Linked DNA regions of Mus musculus: regions 1 and 2 are each linked to region 3. Evidence: chromatin contacts called from public Hi-C and Micro-C data. All regions are on one chromosome and are shown on one strand. Each heading gives the region's core, a stretch centred on a gene start, on an enhancer-like site or on the middle of the called end of the contact. The rest is flanking DNA. Distances are from core to core; before and after follow the strand shown. Region 1 overlaps Ano1 (anoctamin 1, calcium activated chloride channel). Region 2 holds the start of Fgf15 (fibroblast growth factor 15). Region 3 has its middle 13 kb from the start of Gm34964.

Region 1 (2,788 bases), core at 207-2,706, 86 kb after region 3:
AAAGTTGCTGGTGCTTCTTCCAGGCTGTACCACACCTCCATATGCATCCTCCGGGTCTACAAGCTTCTCTGTGCAGGACCCCATGCAGCTTCATGCTGTCAGGTCTGCAGTTCTGAGTCATGTTCTTCACATCTCTGGTAGCCCACCCTCCCCTTTTCTCCCTGCAGGGTCAGCAGCTGGACATCCCGCCTCCTTGGTTTCCTGCCTTGCCTCCTGTTGGCCTGCAGTGGCTTCCAGTGTTACCATTCTCTCCTCAGCCATCTTCTGGCCAGTGGTTTCTTCCTGTCTGTCCAGCCTGTTGTCGGCTCTGTCTCTCCCACCCTTAGTTTTGGTTTGAGAAGTCTAGTCTGGTTCTGTTTGTGGAAGTGGCACTCCCCATACTGGGGTCTCCCCTCAATCCCTTCGGTCCTTGTGATGGTTTATCTGAGTCTTCACTATTTGCTGTGTTTTCCTGACTCTTAAGTGACTGACTGATCTTGAGTCAGGGTTTCTCTGTGTAGCCCTGGCTAGCATGGAACACACTATGTAGACCAGACTAGTCTTGAACTCACAGAGATCTACTTGCCTGTGCCTCTGGAGTGCTGGGAAGGTGAAAGGCATTCACTACCATGTTGGGTCATCTTTTTTTAAGCTGTATCTTGTTACAGAAGGAGAATGGAGAGGCTGTTGGGCCTGATATTATATTATGTCTGTGTTGAATGCATAGGCAGGCTAGGATGAGGCTCCCCTACTGAGGCCTGGTACCTAGTGGCCAGAGTGATTTTTTTTTCCTTAAATATAAGCTCAAATTCCTGTTAATGGAGCTCTTACCATAGGGTCAGGACCCTGGCTGTGAAGGGAGCAGTCTGTCTGGTGCTCTGGGTGTCCACTTACATGATAAGGGGGAGACTAGGTCCTAAGAGCTGTAGCAATCTGTGGAATCAGGGCTCGGACCCCACCCACCCATGTCTCCCCGTCTCCCTGTCTCCCCAGCCTTTGTTCTGGAGAAACACAACCTGGCTGTGCCTGCCACTCTGTCTTTGTCTGTTTTGCTTATTTTTTTTAAAGGTCCTGTCCCAGTCCCCATCAGCACCAGGTGACAGGAGAGGGTAATGTAGGTGTAGCCAGGTGGCTTCTTGTTCTCACTCTCAGACCTGGGTGCGTCTCATCTGAACGCTGGTCTCTTATTTCATACTTTTTCTTTGATCTGAGATCTTTCAATGCTTTGGGAGTAAGCAGGAGAAGACTTGGGGATCCTCCCACGGCATTCTCTCCCAGCACACCGTGGTTGTTTTGTGTTCAAAGCTGAGCCTGGCTGCAGAGGTTCTCTGGCCTTCCTCAGCGAGGGGTGGGGGGAAGTGGAGGAGTGGGGCTGGACCCAGCCCTTCCCTGCCCCATCAGAACAACTTAGGGCTGACTCAAGGGTCTGTAGTTGAGTGCAAAGAATTGGATGTGTCTGTAGGAGGGGGTCTGGAGGACTTTGCCCTTGGAGCAGAGGCTGTGGGCCATCAGCCAGGCCCCTGCCTCTGCATAGCACATACCAGGAAGAGTCTGGTACTCACTCCCCCACTCTCCCTCTGCTGGTTCTCCAGGGACCAGATTCTTATCTGAAAAGCTGCCTTCTCAGGCCCCCAGCTTACCACCCCCCCCTCCCGATCTCAGCTTAACTCTTCTTTATCTCTCTGCTGTTCTGGAAAGAACTTTCAGACAGAGGTGAACATTAGGTGGCTCCTCAGTCAGACAGGTGTCACCCCCCACTCCTGGTGTGGTTGCCTCCAGGGGCAGCGGCCAGGCCAGGCTAGCAGGACAGAAAGGATGTCTTTGTTCCTAGTCCCCAAACTTCTTCCTTGTTCCCATTTCCTTTGCTTTGGTGTGGGAATTTCTTCCTTTTCTTCACTTCCTTCAATCCCAAGATGTCTGTGGGCCTGATGTGGTAGCATGGTGGAGAAAGGAATGTCATTCACACTTGAGTGTAAATTACATCAAGACTGTCCATTCTCAGAACATTTGTTATCTAAGTCTCAGTGGGGAATGAGAAACTCTGGACTGCATTACAGATGTTCCGGGGCATAGCAGGAAGAGATGGAGGAGGCTGATCTCGGGAAGGAACTTCCAGAGCCCTGGCAGTCGTGCATATAAGCTGCCCCGAGTCCTGGCTTGCTTTGCTCACAGTTCATGTTCCAGGGCAAGGATTTTGAAAACACGTGGCTGAGCCTGACTTGGAACCTAGCCAAAGGCTTGGAGTGGAGGGAACTGGACTTGCTGGGCTAGGCAAGGCAGAGGAGCATCCTAGGAGACCCCACTAAATCTTCCCTTGTTTTTGCTTCTTCCTCCTAGAGGAGGAATCCATGTGGCCCCAGGCAGCGCTGCCTTTTGACTCTTCCAAAACACATCGCAGTAATTCCCAGAAAGACATCTGCCCAGTGCACTGAGGACACACAGCCAGAGAGCAGGGTTGCTGATGCCCAGAGGTTGCTGGGAACAGACGGGGTGGGGGTGGGGGGAGGTAAGGAGCTGCAGGCAGAGGCATGCTCAGGGCCTCTCATTCTAACCCTCCACCAGAAAGAGAGCTCTGCCTCTCATCTCTGAAAGACCTTGTGTGTGTGTGTGTGTGTGTGTGTGTGTGTGTGTGTGTGTGTGTGTGTGTAGGGGGGGGTATATATGTGTGTTTGTGTGTGTGTGTGTGTGTGCACATCTGTATATGTATATCTTTGTGTAGTTAATCATACATGCACACTCCTGAATATGAAGGTCACAGGTCAACCTTGGGTGTCATTTTCCAAGAGCTACCTGTCTTACTTTTTCGTGC
Region 2 (2,700 bases), core at 172-2,671, 120 kb before region 3:
TTCCTTTCTCTGTGGTCTTTTCATGTAGATAAATCAACTTCAGAGCCACAGACAATTTGGGGACTCTTAAAGAAACAAAACAACAAAAACGTTAAGTCCGGTAGCCATCCTTCCCCACTGGGGGACCTCGCACTGGTACTGCCAGAGGTAGGGCTGAAGGCTTCTTTGAACCCAGCCTCTATTCCTACAGAGCACTAGCCTACATACTTCATGACTACCGATTTTTAGGGGTTATGTGAACCTAGCCATCTCGCCTCACTCCAGTTCCCCCAGGTCACAAGCAGATGAGCATCTTGGGTACTTTCTAAAGTATCTAATTTTTGCATCACACCATGGACCTAAGAAAAATTGATTGAAAAGACCCTTCTTTCCTTTTTCTTTTCTTTTTTATTTGAGGGAGGGGGAGGAAATCGAGGACCACGAACACGCAAAGCCAGGAGAGGAGGCTTTCCTGTTCAGTATCAAAGGGGCCGAAAGCTGAATGGGACTCAGCAGTTAGCCCAGTCTTTGGGAAGATTAGACAGCTTCTCTGGTCTCCCTGCTCCCCCGCTACAGCCTGGGGCCATCACTTTACGCAGGGCGGGCAAGAGCAATATTAGCCCCACTATCATTGGTACCTTGCCCTCGAAGTTCCTTTTGGACCTGAGCAGGAGGCGAAAGAACAAACAAACAAACAAAAACAATACGGACCCAACGCGGCCGCGAGCATCCCGCCGCGTGGAGGAACACTCACCAGCCCGTATATCTTGCCGTCCGCGCTCATGCAGAGGTACCGCACGCTGCTGACGTCCTTGATGGCAATCGTCTTCAGAGCGACCGCGCGGAATTCCAACAAATCTGCGAGCAAGAGAAAGATGTTGCCGGGCCCCAGCAACACGTGAGTACAGCGGGGCCACACTGCATCGCCCTTCCCCAGCTCCAGTCTGGAAGTCAGGGGTGGGAGGATGTTAAGGCCACGGCGACACACCCACGTGCTTCTGGGTCCTAAGGGACCGGAGGGGACGGGCTGAATGATACTCACTTCGTTCGTTTTGGTCCTCCTCGCAGTCCACAGAGCCGTCGCTCCGGATTCGGAGGAAGCAGTTGGAGACATAGGGACCAGCGGAGTACAGGTACTGCAGGCGGGTAATCTTGCCCCAGCCGTAGAGAAAGAGTGGATCTTCATCTGACACAGACTGGGATTGCTGAGCCAGGGGACGCCCAGACACAGCCAGCCACAGAGTGGCCAGGACCAGGGCTCGGGCCACCGCACGCCCGTTCCACTTTCTCGCCATGACACCTCGGGGTCCTGAAGGCCGTTACAAAGGTGGCGCGGAGACTGCGATGCGGCGGGGACTCAAGTTGCAGGCGCAGGGCAGGCACAACCCACAAAGCAACTGGGCGCTTGTGGCGTGGGGCGCACAGAGTTACTGCTCCGACAGTGGGGTGGCTCCGGGCACGCGGCCTTATATACGTTTCGTCCCGCGGGCCCCGCGGGTAGGTGACCCGGGCATCAGAGCATTTCTCCTCCTAATTGCATCAAGTCTCCGCCCCCCGCACACACCCATTCAAGCCCCAACCCAGTGACCCCGCCCAGGCCGGCCAGATCTGGCAGAGGAGGAGCCCCCCCTTTGCGACCCTGGCCTGGGGAGCAAGTGTTCAATGCACAGTATCTTGGTGGTTATTGAATAGGCTATTTTAATTTTACTATTAATTATTGAGGTCTTCAGGCCCTGGGCTTTCAGAGGGATGCGCGTGGGACAGTCACAGAGACTAGAAGGCACGCAGAGCTCTGCCTCCGTAGCCCCCTGTTTGAGTCTTGAATCTCTCCTTTAGCACGCTATCGCAGATCCTACCCTCCCTCATTCTCCCGGCCCCAGACCTAGGCTCCCTTTTCATGGATATTTGCCCTACAAGGTGGAGACCTCGTGAGAACGTGTCGCACGCACTAGGTGGCGCTTCAGCCCTAGTTTCGGTCTCCAATGTGCTGCCAGTCGCTGTCTGCACGTCCTCTGCCTGCCTCGCGCGTGGACTCCACAAGTGGAATGTCACTGGGGCTGCGACTTTTGAGAAGGGTGGACTGACCAGCGTGCAGAAGCACGGCAGGCCGCGGGATCCCCTCTTGGGTCGATGATCAGGCCCTTGAGTCTGTGCGCGGGGGACAGCTGCGTACCGGAGAGGAGGGGGCCAGCTAGGAGCAACGGTGGACGCTGCTGGCGGCCGGTCAGGTGGGAGGAGAATGGGGGCTTCTCCTAGAGCCGCTCTTGCAAAGAAAAGGAGGCAGCCTGCAGAGAATTCCCCTGCCTGAAAGAAAGGGTCCTCGCAGGGGGCTTTGGCTCAGCGCTTATCCTTTCTCATTATGCCTCCAACCCCCCAACTCCTGTATGTGGGGCCCCAGGAGGCTGGTTTGGGTAAAAAGGTACTGGCCTAGCTCCGTGGTGATGGGAGGTCTGTCTGCAGGGGCGGGACAGCAGAGAAATGGCAGATCTGATGAATCTCAATGAGGAACACGCCACTTTCAGACGCCATCAGTGACTGGCATTAATGACGGAGCTCTGGGAGAATGTCATCAGGAAAGCCTTTACAAAAAGACATCACCGAAGGCTCTCAGGACCGGGGACTCCCATGCTGTGAGGCTTGTTTTAGAGAGCGATGTCTCCTGTAAAATCTAATTACTTCTCCCTTGTGATTCTCAATCGACAGCGCGGGCTATTAATCTTA
Region 3 (2,700 bases), core at 91-2,590:
CTCCAGCCCACTCGCTCCTGGGCCTCTGCATGCTCTGGGTCTCATAAGTCCAGGATGGCCTTAAACTTGCTACGCACGCAGCTCAAGCTGACCCTCCTGCCTCTACCTCCCAAGTGATGGGATGACCGGCCCATGTCACCATCCCTGCTTTGTGTAATGCTGAGAATTGAACCCAGGACTTTGTGAATGCTAGGCGAACATTCTACAACTATGCTACATCCTCAACTCCACTGGGGGCTCTTAGAAAAATGCCTTATAAATATATGCCAGGTTCTTTTCTTCCCCAGGGCGCCTATTTGCTTGAAATGCCTCTCTCTCTCTCTCCTCTCTTTCTCCTTTTCTTCTTCTTCTTCTTCTTCTTCTTCTTCTTCTTCTTCTTCTTCTTCTTCTTCTTCTTCTTCTTCTTCTTCTTCTCCTTCTCCTTCTCCTTCTCCTTCTCCTTCTCCTTCTCCTTCTCCTTCTCCTTCTCCTTCTCCTTCTCCTTCTCCTTCTTCTTCTTCTTCTTCTCCTTCTTCTTCTTCTTTTTTTAAAAATAAGACAAAGTCTAACTGAACCTATAATCCACTTTTGTAGACAGGGCTAGTCTTAAACACACAGAGATTCCCTGCCTCTGATGTGAGCTTCCACACTTGCCCTAGAATTTTTTTTCAGCTGGTCCAAGCTTAAAAGTCAGAGGTGCCTTCCGATGACCCTTGCTGGCACTGTCTCTTAGACATGCCTTCCTCTTACATCACTTTCTGTCTTTCTTTGGTCTTTAAAAAGACCAGTGTTCACCAGCCAGGTTCCACCCTACCTACACTGAGCTGTCTTCTTCTGGGAGCCCACACTTCCTCGTCCTCAGCTCTTGCCTTACTTCCACACAGTGTTTCAAAGCAGATCATATATTTTGGCTTCTGGTGGTACCAGAGGCATAATGTTCTCTGTGGAGAGGAAGGCTGAATGGAGTTGGTGGCCCCTGTTCCTTCCCAGGCTCCTCCACATTTCCCCTCACCCCCAGAGGAGGTTCCTGGTCCCCCAGGGCATAAAGCACTGCAAGAAGTGGCTTAAGAATGGGGTGGCTCTTGGATGCTGGATGTTAGGGACAGCCCTGCATGGGTCACAGTTTCTTTTAAACTGTAAAGAGGAGAATTGTAGGACATAGTGGAGGGATGGATTAAAATCTAGCAAGTGACCAGGACAAACTGTGACCAGGCAGAGGCCCTGCCTCAGTGGGGGATGACCTGTACTATTGTCCCAGGTCACAAAACCCCACTAGGAAGGCCTCACCTTTAATACCCTTTAATACTTACCCAACAGTCCCTGACGGGCAGCTGCATGGAATAGGCATGCTTCACCACCAGGGGGCAGCACAGGCCCTCACATTGGCTTCCCTGGGGACCTAGCTGTCTTCTCACCGCCTAGAGTCCAGAGGCCAACTCCCCAGAGCCCGCCAGGCAGTTCTCAGCCCCTTCCCTAGTTCTCAAAAACTCCAGAAGGGACCCCACAACATCCTGGCCACAGGGACTGTGTCTGCTCAAACCACAGCAAAGATATCAGAGGCTCTGTGCTGTGGCGTTCAGGCCCCCTGGGTGTCTGACTGGCCTCCTAGCCTGCCTTTCTACATGCTCTGGCGTGAGCACACACCTTCTCCCAATGTACACTCATGCTGGCTCACAGGTTTGCAGTATAGCTCCTTGTGCACACACTCCTCCAGGACTCTTGGACAGGCCCTCAGTGTCATCACCAGGCTGCCCGGGCAGCATCCCCTCCCTGCTGAGGTGAAGGTCAGCAGGTTGGTTCCCCTTCCTGGTTGTATCTATCTTCTTCACCATGATCTTCCTCCCCCGGATGAAGCCTCCCTCTTAACACAGGACTCTCTCTCCTGGAGTGAATCCTTCTCAGGGTGAGTCCTTCCCCCAGGTTCTCCCCTAGAATGAGTACTTCCTCCTGCACAGGACCCTCTCTCCTAGAGTGAGTCCGTCTCAGGGTGAGTCCTCTTCGCCTGTGTCCTCCCCTGCAGTGAGTCCTCCCTTCGGACTCAGCTGCTTCTTCCTGGATAACTCCTCCCTCTCTGGGTCTGCCCTCCTGGAGTCCATCTTGGCAGCCAGCTCCCACAGATTTTCTTCAGTTGCTCTTACGGACTCACATTCCCCAGGAAGGCAGGGCTCACACTCTCCTTTCCTCACCCTGTGCCTCAGAGTTGCAGCTCTGGGGGCCTATGGCTGCCCTGGCTACAGGGTTTGAGCTTGCCCCTCCCAGCACCTATGCTCAAACCTGCCCCTCCTTGAAGCAACAGGTTCTGTGAGGTCAGTAGAAGCTCAGAGGCGTGGCCCTTCTAAATCTTGGTTGAGGGAAGGTGTGTGTGTGTGGGGGGCATTTGAAGGCCACCATTGTCAGTATAAACAGTGTTTTGGAGGCAGGATGCCAGTAATGGTGGCCTGCATACCCTAAGACATGCAGAGAGGGACTTGCTGTAGTCCCCCGCTCATCCTAACTCTCTGGATAAGGAAGACCCGGCACTTCGGTCCTCATAGTACCTTGGCTTTTCAGGGTCTCTGGTTGTCACTGTCTGTCAAATATCAAATGACCTATTTGTCCTTCAAGGAATAAAGCCCAGTGTCCAGAGAGAAAAAGAAGAGGCAAGCTCAGTCTGGGAGTGGAAATGGCCCTAGATCCAGAAGAGTCTTGAAGGGAGGCACGGCTCTAGGTGGCTGCAGAGTC

Evidence for each region. A called contact is a pair of places that touch in the nucleus more often than the background predicts.
Region 1: a contact with region 3 is called in a Hi-C map of uterus, with 3 times the contacts expected there. The contact joins two enhancer-like sites. A contact is called at or near these places in 2 of 15 datasets of contacts at CTCF or cohesin (the G1E-ER4 cell line and embryonic stem cells), 35 of 484 Hi-C or Micro-C datasets (the AML12 cell line, the C2C12 cell line, the C3H10T1/2 cell line and 15 more) and 3 of 115 datasets of contacts at active chromatin or transcription factors (all in embryonic stem cells).
Region 2: a contact with region 3 is called in a Micro-C map of the HL-1 cell line, with 3 times the contacts expected there. The contact joins the promoter of Fgf15 here to the enhancer-like site in region 3. A contact is called at or near these places in 16 of 39 promoter capture datasets (3T3-L1-derived adipocytes, the C10 cell line, the HPC-7 cell line and 9 more), 4 of 15 datasets of contacts at CTCF or cohesin (CD8 T cells, the G1E-ER4 cell line and embryonic stem cells), 98 of 484 Hi-C or Micro-C datasets (2-cell-like embryonic stem cells, the 3T3-L1 cell line, 8-cell embryo and 62 more), 26 of 115 datasets of contacts at active chromatin or transcription factors (acute myeloid leukemia, cardiomyocytes, craniofacial prominence and 15 more) and 3 of 9 other capture datasets (adipose tissue, liver and pancreatic islet).

The regions. Positions count from the first base shown.
Region 1 is chr7:144,688,744-144,691,531 of GRCm38.p6, reverse strand. All of the region lies in intron 1 of Ano1 (anoctamin 1, calcium activated chloride channel), which reads left to right. Among named protein-coding and RNA genes, the nearest start is that of Ano1, 48 kb to the left of the region's middle. Within about 2 kb of position 1,456, at least 20 of the 459 cell types and tissues checked have an H3K27ac peak or open chromatin away from gene starts, as enhancers often do. A contact at or near this core is called in uterus, where this site is marked.
Region 2 is chr7:144,895,253-144,897,952 of GRCm38.p6, reverse strand. It overlaps Fgf15 (fibroblast growth factor 15), which reads right to left and starts at 1,421. Exons shown (of 3, transcript NM_008003.2): 1 at 1,022-1,421; 2 at 734-837. The coding sequence starts at 1,274. Gm26793 (a long non-coding RNA gene) reads left to right here. Exons shown (of 2, transcript XR_003946907.1): 1 at 1-877; 2 at 1,048-2,700. RefSeq lists a cis regulatory region at 1,555-1,569, enhancers at 2,410-2,442, 2,463-2,700, 2,272-2,700 and a promoter at 1,336-2,700.
Region 3 is chr7:144,774,906-144,777,605 of GRCm38.p6, reverse strand. No RefSeq gene overlaps it. Among named protein-coding and RNA genes, the nearest start is that of Gm34964, 13 kb to the left of the region's middle. Within about 2 kb of position 1,340, at least 30 of the 459 cell types and tissues checked have an H3K27ac peak or open chromatin away from gene starts, as enhancers often do. A contact at or near this core is called in the Ba/F3 cell line, the HL-1 cell line, LSK cells and 6 more, where this site is marked.